Regions from separate parts of the Sus scrofa genome. Here all the other regions are linked to region 1. The links are chromatin contacts, called in public HiChIP or PLAC-seq maps. All regions are on one chromosome and are shown on one strand. Each heading gives the region's core, a stretch centred on a gene start, on an enhancer-like site or on the middle of the called end of the contact. The rest is flanking DNA. Distances are from core to core; before and after follow the strand shown.

Region 1 (3,111 bases), core at 172-2,671:
ACCCTTGGAGTTCCCATCGTGGCTCAGTGGTTAACGAATCCCACTAGGAACCATGAGGTTGAGGGTTTGATCCCTGGCCTCACTCAGTGGGTTAAGGATCCGGTGTTGCTCTGAGCTGTGGTGGAGGTCGCAGACATGGTTCGGATCCAGTGTTGCTGTGGCTCTGGCATAGGCCAGCAGCTACAGCTCTGATTAGACCCCTAGCCTGGGAATCTCCATATACCCTAGAAAAGAGCAAAAAAGAATTACTGAGAACCCATTATGGGCAATAAGGCAGTGCTCTGTGACACAGGAGTCACCAAGATGAATAAAGTAACCATCCTTGAGCTTACAATTTAGTAGAAGCACACAAAACTACAACAAAAGTAGAACCAGGAAAGTGCCAAGAGGTTATGAAGTCTCTGGGAGGGGAAGTCACTTCACCTCTATTTCATGCAACAGATTACTAAAACATTCAGGTAAGGCACACTTATACTACTCTCATTGAGAGAAGCCCTGAGGAGATCAATGGGTCCTACAAAGGGTTATTATCTGCTTATCCACACCTTAGCTAAGCCAGGCCTACCTGGAGATTGTTCCAGGAGTTACACTAGGTTAACATATATAAGAAATGGTTATGATATACAGAGAGGGTGGAAACTGGAGGCAGGGAACTGATGTTAAGTCTGTGGCAAGAAACTAAGCAAAACCCAGACCAAGGTTGTGGCTGAGGATCTTCAGATTTTGAAGTTTCCTCCTTTCCATCACCCATCTCCATTGTGTTCTAGCTCTCCTGCTAGGTCTACTCTAGGGAGAGGACTTCTCTCCAAAAGCATGCCACAGTGTAGCAATAAACACTCCGAACGCGAACCCAGTGCTTCAGCCCTGATAAGGTCTAGACACCAAGCATCTAGCCCCAGCCTGCCCTTTACTCTGTGTGACCTCGGAATAGTCCACTAGTCAGCCAAGGGCTTAGTTCCTCCCTTACCTTACCTATAAATTCTGGGATTATGAGACTGCGATTGAATTTGATGACCAATCCAGCCAACACACGGAAGCACTGGATAAACAATCCGTTGAATAAACAGCGAGGTCAGCCACAGGGTACTAAGCGGTAGGGGCAATCAGGTCCCCCATTTTACAGACGGGGAAACTGAGTCACAGAACACCCTGCCCCAAGGTCACTCCAGCTAAGTCACTCTTACGGGCCTGGCCGAAAGCTCTGGTTTTCAGATCCAGTCCCCAGGCCCTTTCGCGGAGCTGAGCAGAGTGGCGCGAAGGTCCTTGCCCTAGAGGGGGAAGGACTGTGTGCTCGTGCTGCCAAATGTTGCAAGAAGGGCGAAAAAGGCCTTACCTCCCCAGATCGAGTGCCGCCACCGACGCTTCCCTCTCAGAGCCTCGATCCGCTTCTCTGTCAAGACTCTTCAGAAGACCCCTGCACTTCTGACGGCTCGACGTGTACAAGACCTCCACTTAAGTGCCGATTCCCGCCCTTATCCCGCCCCTACCCCGCCTCTTGTCTCGCCGGCCAATTGCCGCACGGGATTTCGGAGCGTCCGCGGATCAAGCCGCCTCTGAGTGAGCGAGAAGCTTTACGTCACGCGGCGTGCCTCCCACGCCTGGTCCCCTCCTTTGCCTTTGCTCCACCTCCTCAATAACCTAATCTTGCTGGCAAGAGTAACCGAGAGTTCGTCCTGCCGGAAAGCAGCACGCCCCTGCGGCAATTTACGACGTCGGCGGTGAAAGGCCCTGGAAATTCGCCGACCTCCTCCCTACAGCGGGGCGAAAGCCAGCGAGATGTTCGGTGCGAGCGACGAAGACGACACCGACTTCCTCTCGCCTAGCGGCGGGTGAGTGACAAAAGCGTGGGACAGAGGGCGTGGCTGAGAGAGCCTGGCGCACGGTTGGAGGGGTCTCTCTCTTATCAGATCTCTTCCCAACTTCCGGGTCCAGACGCTTGCCGCATTTCGGTGCTCCACAGGTCTCAGTCCCGACGGAGCGCGAAACTGCTGAGTCTGTCCACCGGGATTCTGGACCTGGCATCTCCCTGAAGGCGACCGTCGGGTTCGCTTTTTCCTTTCGGGGTCACAGTTTCTCCCGTGAAGTGGGGGTGATTGTTAATGAAAATACCCGTCTCAGAGTTTTTATGCCTCACCTGAGGCCGATATGAGACTTTTTTTCCGTAGATAAGGCGGTGGCACTTCAAAATTGGAGCTGGCGGGTCAGCTTCAGCATTCTTCAAGACCTAGCTTGGATGTCAGCTTTTTGTTGCTTTCCCTTCCCCACGGTCCCACGTGTGTCTGCCTTCATCTTTGCACACCGAACCGACTAGAGTATGAGCCCTGATAGGACAAGGCCTGCTCACGTTGTCCATCTCTGTCCAGTGCTCAGCACAGCCCCTTTCACAGGGGGTGCTTATTGAGTGTATAAGAGGTGTGAAATTGCATTCTAAACCTTAAAACCAATGTAATAAACTGCAATTGCTGTTCTCTGTCCCCAGCCATTATATATACCAGGCTGGGGTACAGGTCTTCAAGTGGCAGGACTTTGTCTCTTCCAGTAATTACTTAAGCATTTTCTCCTTTCTTTCATGTCAGTAGACAGCTTGACTACTTTCAGACTTGTGAGCTGTCAAGTTCTGATCCTTGCAGAGCCTGTCTTTGAATATATCTAGCCAATTTAAGAAGGTATTGGAGAGTGATGAATGCACCAGTATATACTTCTTGTTCTACTAAACGCTTAGGGGTTAGGTTACAAGATGATTAAGCTGCTCTGCCTGCTCTCAGCTTCCTTCTGGTCCTGGGGGTATGTTCAATATATGGTTGGGAGTTCCCATTGTGGCTCAGCAGTAAGGAACCCGACTAGCATCCATGAGAACCCGGGTTCCATCTCTTTCCCGCTCAGTGGGTTAAGGATCTGGCATTGCTGTGAGCTGTGGATGTGGCTCAGGTCCCAGGTTGCTGTGACTGGTGTAGGCCGGCAGTTGCAGCTTCAACTGACCCCTAGCCTGGGAACTTCCATATGCTGCAGGGTGTGGGAAAAAGACAAAAAAAAAAAAAAAAAAAAAAAAAAAGATTAATCATGAAATGATTAATGGTCTCTTTTGGTCTTAATAAGGATATTTAGACTTAT
Region 2 (3,058 bases), core at 471-2,970, 140 kb before region 1:
TGCTCAGTGGGTTAACGATCCGGCGGTGCTGTGAGCTGTGGTGTAGGTTGTAGACGCGGCTCGGATCCTGCGTTGCTGTGGCTCTGGCATAGGCTGGCAGCTATAACTCTGATTCGACCCCTAGCCTGGGAACCTCCATATGCCATGAGAGCAGCCCACGAAATAGCAAAAAGACAAAAAAAAAAAAAAAAAAAAAAAGAAAGCAAAAAGAATGCATGATGTATTATTCCATTCACACACGGTTCAGAAACAAGTATAACCATGCATTTTTTTTTATTATTTTTTTTTTTTTTTTTTTGCTTTTTCTAGGGCCGCACCAGTGGCATATGGAGGTCCCCAGGCTAGGGGTCCAATTGGAGCTACAGCTGCCGGCCTACGCCACAGCCACAGCAACGTGGGATCCAAGCTGTGTCTTCAACCTACACCACAGCTCACGGCAACGCCAGATCCTTAACCCACTGAGCAAGGTCAGGGATCGAACCCGAAACCTCATGGTTCCTAGTCGAATTCGCTAACCACTGCACCACGACGGTAACTCCAATATAACCATGCATTTAGAAGTCAGGATAGTGGTTCCCCTTCATGGGAGTAAGTGACCAGGAGACAGGGCACCAGAGTTCTAGAGATGTTCTTTTTCTTGGTCTTTGCACAGATTGCATAGATATGTCCACTTTGTAAAAATCCAAGGACAAGTACACTTCCTTGCACTTTTCCCTATGTATGGTTTTAATAAAAGTTTAAAAATAAGTAAATGAGGAATTCCCGTCGTGACTCAGCAGTTAATGAATTCAGCATCCATGAGGACATGCGTTCGATCCCTGGTTTCATTCAGTGGGTTAAGGATCCGACATTGCGGTGAGCTGTGATGCAGGTCACAGACATGGCTCGGATCTGGCGTTGCTGTGGCTGTGGTGTACGCCGGCGGCTACAGCTCCGATTGGACCCCAAGCCTAGGAATTTCCATGTGCTTAAGGTGCGGCCCTAAAAAGACAAAAAGGCAAAAAAAAAAAAAAGATCCGGTGTTGCCGTGAGCTGTGGTATAGGTCGAAGACGCAGCTTGGATCTGGCATTGCTGTGGCTCTGGTGGAGGCAGGCAGCTGTAGCTTCTATTTGACCCCTTGCCTGGGAACCTCCATATGCCATGGCTGCAGCCCTAAAAAGACAAAAAGACAAAAAAAATTAGTAAATGAAATTTTGGAGAGAGAGAGAGACAGATGTGTGTCTTGTGGGCCCAGCTTGGGTTTACTTAGTTCCCTTGAATGAGAATCTCAAGGAAAAAGCCCCATAAGAAACTTGATTTCTCAAAGAGAAATAACCAAAGCTAGCTAGCAGCCAGTGTTGTGACATGGTCAGGTGTCTCCAGAAGCAATTACCAGGCCAGAGTCCACATAAGATAGATCAAGGGATAAAACCCTCTCGGAATTTTGGTCATCTGACATATGGAGGAAACTATACCCATGAAGTGGACCCATTTTTGAACCGGTAAATTACAAAGAAGCTTGTTTCAAAACAGCAGGACCTGTCATTGGCTTTTGTGTGACATGCAAGGCCCCTTTTTCTCTGCTGAAAAAGTTACTCAAAGAAATGTCTGGAGCCGTGGGCTCTCCCTTGCCGGCCAAAGGTCTGTGACTGAACTTTGCGTTTCCTCCCAGGCCCGAGCCCAGTGAGGGGGAGGTGGTTACCCAACACAAAGCAAGCCAGATCCAAACCCAAATCCCTTCTTCCCAAGTCAGCCTGGGCACCTCCCAGGAGGCGTCCAGATCCAAGGGAGGCGGAAAGGTCTTGGGGAGGAGGAAGGCAGGCAGAGAGAGCACAGAAAGGGGATAAAAAAGTGAGGGGCTGCGAGGGCAGGGTGGGCAGGGGCCCGCAAAGAGGGCACAAGGGGTGCAAAGTAATGGTGAAAGGCGGAGTACGGGACGGAAGGGGGCGCAAGAGGGACTGAGATCGCGTGGTGTCTGACGAAGGGGTAGGGAGGGTCACAGAAGGGACACGGAGGGCAGAGGCCCGCGGTGAGGGCACGTGACAAAGGCGCAGGGTCTCAGGAGGTGAGGGTACGGCGAGAGGGAGCAGAAAGGACATGGGGGGGCGGGGGGGCGGGGCGAGGCGGAGGGGCGGGGCGAGGCGGAGGGGCGGGGCGAGGCGGAGGGGCGGGGCGGGGCGGGGCGGGGCGGGCGGGGGCGGGCGGGGCGGGGCGGAGCGAGGCGGAGGGGCGGGGCGGGCGAGGCGGAGGGGCGGGGCGGGGCGAGGCGGAGGGGCGGGGCGGGGCGAGGCGGAGGGGCGGGGCGAGGTGGAGGGGCGGGGCGGGGCGAGGCGGAGGGCGGGGCGGGGGCGGGGCGGGGCGAGGCGGCGGGGCGGGGCGAGGCGGAGGGGCAAGCGGAGGCCTGGGATCTGGGAGAAAGGGGCGTCTTCATCTTTTCCCCAGTGGCTGTGCGGCTGCGGTTTCTTTCTTGACTGGCTTCTCGGCGAGGCGGGTGAGTCGTGGGCCCCAGGGACTGGCGCCGCAGGTCTCGCTGCTTTTGGCAGAGGTCGTAGAGATACTTCTCTAGCCGCGGGCTACCCGGACTTTGCCACCTCCGAGCCCTGGAGGTGGGGAGGGAGGGTGAGCAATTCAGGCCTGCGGCCAAAGTCCCTAAATTCCCCTCCAGAAACTGAGGAAAATGCTGTGGGCCCTTTGTTCTAGTTTTAGCAGCGCCAATGGCTCCCCGCGTGACTTGGGGCGAATTTCCGCCCCTCACTGGGCCTCCACCTACCCACCTGCAAAGGGAGGGCATCTTTGGACGGGTGTCCCTAAGTTCCAGACTGACTTAAATTCATTTCCTGACAAACCTCCTCTAAGGCCTGTCCCCAGGTTCACCAGCCATGATTGTCCCTCAGCAGCAGCTGGGCTGCCTTCTGAACTCTGGCCCCTCAGGTTACAGCTGAACAGGTTGGGTGTCTGGAATCTGCTCTGTCTGGGACCAGAAGCTGCTTCCACCCTCTAGACGTTGGGTTAAAGAATTTGTTTTCTCTGCAGTCAGTAATCCTTTCACTGGTTCTCCACCCAGGCAGGCATCATCAC
Region 3 (3,066 bases), core at 237-2,736, 160 kb before region 1:
ACCGATCTTTCAGTCAAAAACAAGAGCGAGACATGGGAAAAATAGATTACACCAAAAAAAATTTTTTAATTTTCCACCCTGTTTGAGATCTTAGAGGTAATAGATGGTCCTAATTTTTTTTTTTCCACCGTGATCGTGGCATGCTTAAGTTCCCTGGCTAGGGATCGAACCCCTGAAGCACAGCAGTGGTAGTGTCAAATCCTTAACTGTTAGGCCACCAGGGAACTCTGGTCCTAATTATTTCTAGTTATCAATAAAGTCAGAGATGGAACAGGTGTCATGAAAGAAACAGGCAGCGGATCTAAACTTGAGGTGGGGGGGTAATAAATAGTAATTACCTCTATGAGTTGAAGGAGTATGGATAGCAGGAGTTGAAGAGAAAGCCCAGTGTGACATGGGGCAAATTAATCTCCTGGCAATTGTTTTCCCAGTCTATAAAATGAGGATTGTAACAGAATTATCAAATTAGGTAAGTGAATGTAAAATGTATGGGACTGTCCCTGACTCTTTAATGCACAGCCTTCTTTCCACCACCTTCCTTATTTGAACGCAGATCAGAACTTGTAGCAAGGAACTAAGCAGTGTCGTATTTCCCCAGCATTAAGCCTCTTGGACTTGTAATAGAAAGATGCATAAAACAGGTTTGGGATACAGATTTTGAGAAATAAGATCTGAGAATAAATATAGTACAACCCACTGGCATCCTTCACAGTTCAAAGTCAACTTTTCAATAATCCCTGTCTCACCTTTATAAAGGAATTCCTTTGCTAGGGTATATTGACCCCGACCCCTATTTCACTCATCTGATCCCACCAGTTCACCTAAGCCCCATAAGCGTCACCAGATCCTTCCCACCCTTGCACATACCCTGCAGCATTTTACCTCCACCCCCGCCCCGCCCCCGGACTTGCGGGCAAATCTTTCTTTGTACCCGTCACGGACAGACAGGTCTGATGCTCCTATCAGACTTGGAGCCTTTCCAAAGTACCCATGTCTTTCACATCACAGCTCTGAAACTATGGCACAAGAGTAGGTCCTGAGAAATTACGCTGGAATAAATTTTGTCTGAAAACTTGGAAGCCAGCCTGGTGCTTAACTAATTTAAAATGCTCAGTCCGCAAAAAAGGACTTAGCTATTGTGTTAGGTATTACGGTGTTGTTTAAAATCCTTGAGATCTAATTATTCTTTCAACAATCAGCGCCAAACGTGCTGGGCTGGGAAGAGAAAAGCTGTAAAGAGAACCGCAAAGCTGTAGCTGCCTCCCACGCCTGCTCACACGCAACGCCCCTCTCGCAGTGCTGCAGCACTGTCCAAGTGGGCGCCCTGGCGGTCTTCCCTGCACAGGCGCGGACCTCGCTGAGGGGAGGGGCGGGCCCTCCAGCCCTTCAGCGCACCCGATTGGCCAGGTCTGCCGCCGTGCGTGGGCGGGGCTGTAGCTGGAGCTGACCAGCCCTCAGGCAAAGCACCCGCAGGGGGCGTGGCCTGCAACCTGTCGGGGGCGGGCTGTGAGAGGGGGGCGCTGCTTCCGGGTGAGCTGCCCCGCCCCCGCGTGGGCCCAAGAGACCAGAGCTCGCGACTGTGGTGGCGGGAGTAGCGGCGTGGATTCCTTACGAAAGCCGGTGAGTGGGGGCCAGACTCCGGGAGTTGGCAGACTTGGACGCGGGGGCTCTGGCACCAAGAGTCTTGTATCCCCAGACCCAGATCGTGCTGTACTCCAAGGAGCGCCGGCGATGTCGCTGGAGACGGAGTCATTGTGGGACCCCTGTTTGGGTTCTTAGAGTTAGATGTCCCGCTGCAGCGGGGTTGGGGTCTCCGCGTGGCTGTAGTCCTTGGAGACTCGGGGCTGTAGTTCTTGGAGACTCCGAGTCTCCTCTCTGGGCTCCATTCCCTCGGAGATCGCTGGGGTAGTCTCCATCAGTGCAGAGCCCGCGGTGCCTAGCAGTATGGGGGAGGGAGGTGCAAGCAATAACAGCCACTCTGTGCTAGCCTTGTATGTACGGTGCATGCATTGGCCCATTCAGTCTTACAACAGCCCATCAAGCTCAGTTCAAGCCCTTATTGGCCAGATGAGGGGACTGAAGTCACACAGCTGAAAAGTGACAGAACCAGGATTTGAACCCACGTGTAGAGACTCCAAAATCCACAAGCCTAACCATCTTGCTGCTAGCTGCAACCAGGTCCAGAGTTGCCTTTCTACCTCTTCCCTCCCAACCTCTTTCACCAAGAGCTCTCCAGGAGTCCACCTCTGCTGATGAGCAGCTTTGAAATCTATACTTAGGAGTTCCTTTTGATTCCGTGTTTTAAGAATCCAGCTGGTATCCCTGAGGATGTGGGTTTGATCCCTGCCTTTGCCCAGTGAGTTAAGGATCCAGCCTTCCTGCAAGCTGCGATATAGGTCACAGATTCCCCTTGGATCTGGCTTGGATCTAGCATTGTTGTGGCTGTGGCATAGGCTGGCAGCTGCAACTCTGATTCCACCCCTAGCCTGGGAACTTCCATACGCTTCAGCTGCAGCCCTAAAAAGAAAGAAAGAAATCTATACTTAAAATATCAAAGGGGAGTTCCCGTCGTGGCGCAGTGGTTAACGAATCCGACTAGGAACCATGAGGTTGTGGGTTCGGTCCCTGCCCTTGCTTAGTGGGTTAACGATCCGGCGTTGCCATGAGCTGGGGTGTAGGTTGCAGACGCGGCTCGGCTCCCCCGTTGATGTGACTCTGGCGTAGGCCGGAGACTACAGCTCCGATTAGACCCCTAACCTGGGAACCTCCATATGCCACGGGAGCGGCCCAAGAAATGGCAAAAAGACCAAAAAAAAAAAAAAAATCAAGGGGTAATGGTGGACACTGATGACCTCACTGCCAGAGACCTGGATTCTAGCCCCAGATCTGCCATTGGCCCCTGCACAATCTTGGCCCAAATGCCTGCCCCTCTCTGAGCCCAGTTCCCCATCATGCCAATAGTGTTCATTTCAATGATGCAATCAGCAAGCTTTATGAACCCTCCTAACCAGCATGTTCTGGGATTTTTGGAATTGGCAAATTCTCCAAATTCTCCTAATGGCTAAG

Evidence for each region. HiChIP or PLAC-seq counts read pairs in DNA pulled down with a chosen protein or histone mark.
Region 2: a contact with region 1 is called in an H3K27ac HiChIP or PLAC-seq map of alveolar macrophages. The contact joins the promoter of HDHD3 here to the promoter of SLC31A1 in region 1. A contact is called at or near these places in 3 of 47 Hi-C or Micro-C datasets (heart right ventricle, liver and skeletal muscle) and 1 of 2 datasets of contacts at active chromatin or transcription factors (alveolar macrophages).
Region 3: a contact with region 1 is called in an H3K27ac HiChIP or PLAC-seq map of alveolar macrophages. The contact joins the promoter of ALAD here to the promoter of SLC31A1 in region 1. A contact is called at or near these places in 2 of 5 promoter capture datasets (fetal liver and liver), 4 of 47 Hi-C or Micro-C datasets (heart right ventricle, liver and skeletal muscle) and 1 of 2 datasets of contacts at active chromatin or transcription factors (alveolar macrophages).

The regions. Positions count from the first base shown.
Region 1 is chr1:253,866,699-253,869,809 of Sscrofa11.1, reverse strand. It overlaps SLC31A1 (high-affinity copper uptake protein), which reads right to left and starts at 1,421. Exons shown (of 5, transcript NM_214100.3): 1 at 1,334-1,421. FKBP15 (FK506-binding protein 15) reads left to right here and starts at 1,625. Exons shown (of 30, transcript XM_021067627.1): 1 at 1,625-1,829. The coding sequence starts at 1,777.
Region 2 is chr1:254,008,466-254,011,523 of Sscrofa11.1, reverse strand. HDHD3 (haloacid dehalogenase-like hydrolase domain-containing protein 3) reads left to right here and starts at 1,720. Exons shown (of 3, transcript XM_021067749.1): 1 at 1,720-1,831; 2 at 2,423-2,471.
Region 3 is chr1:254,026,004-254,029,069 of Sscrofa11.1, reverse strand. ALAD (delta-aminolevulinic acid dehydratase) reads left to right here and starts at 1,486. Exons shown (of 13, transcript XM_021067765.1): 1 at 1,486-1,620.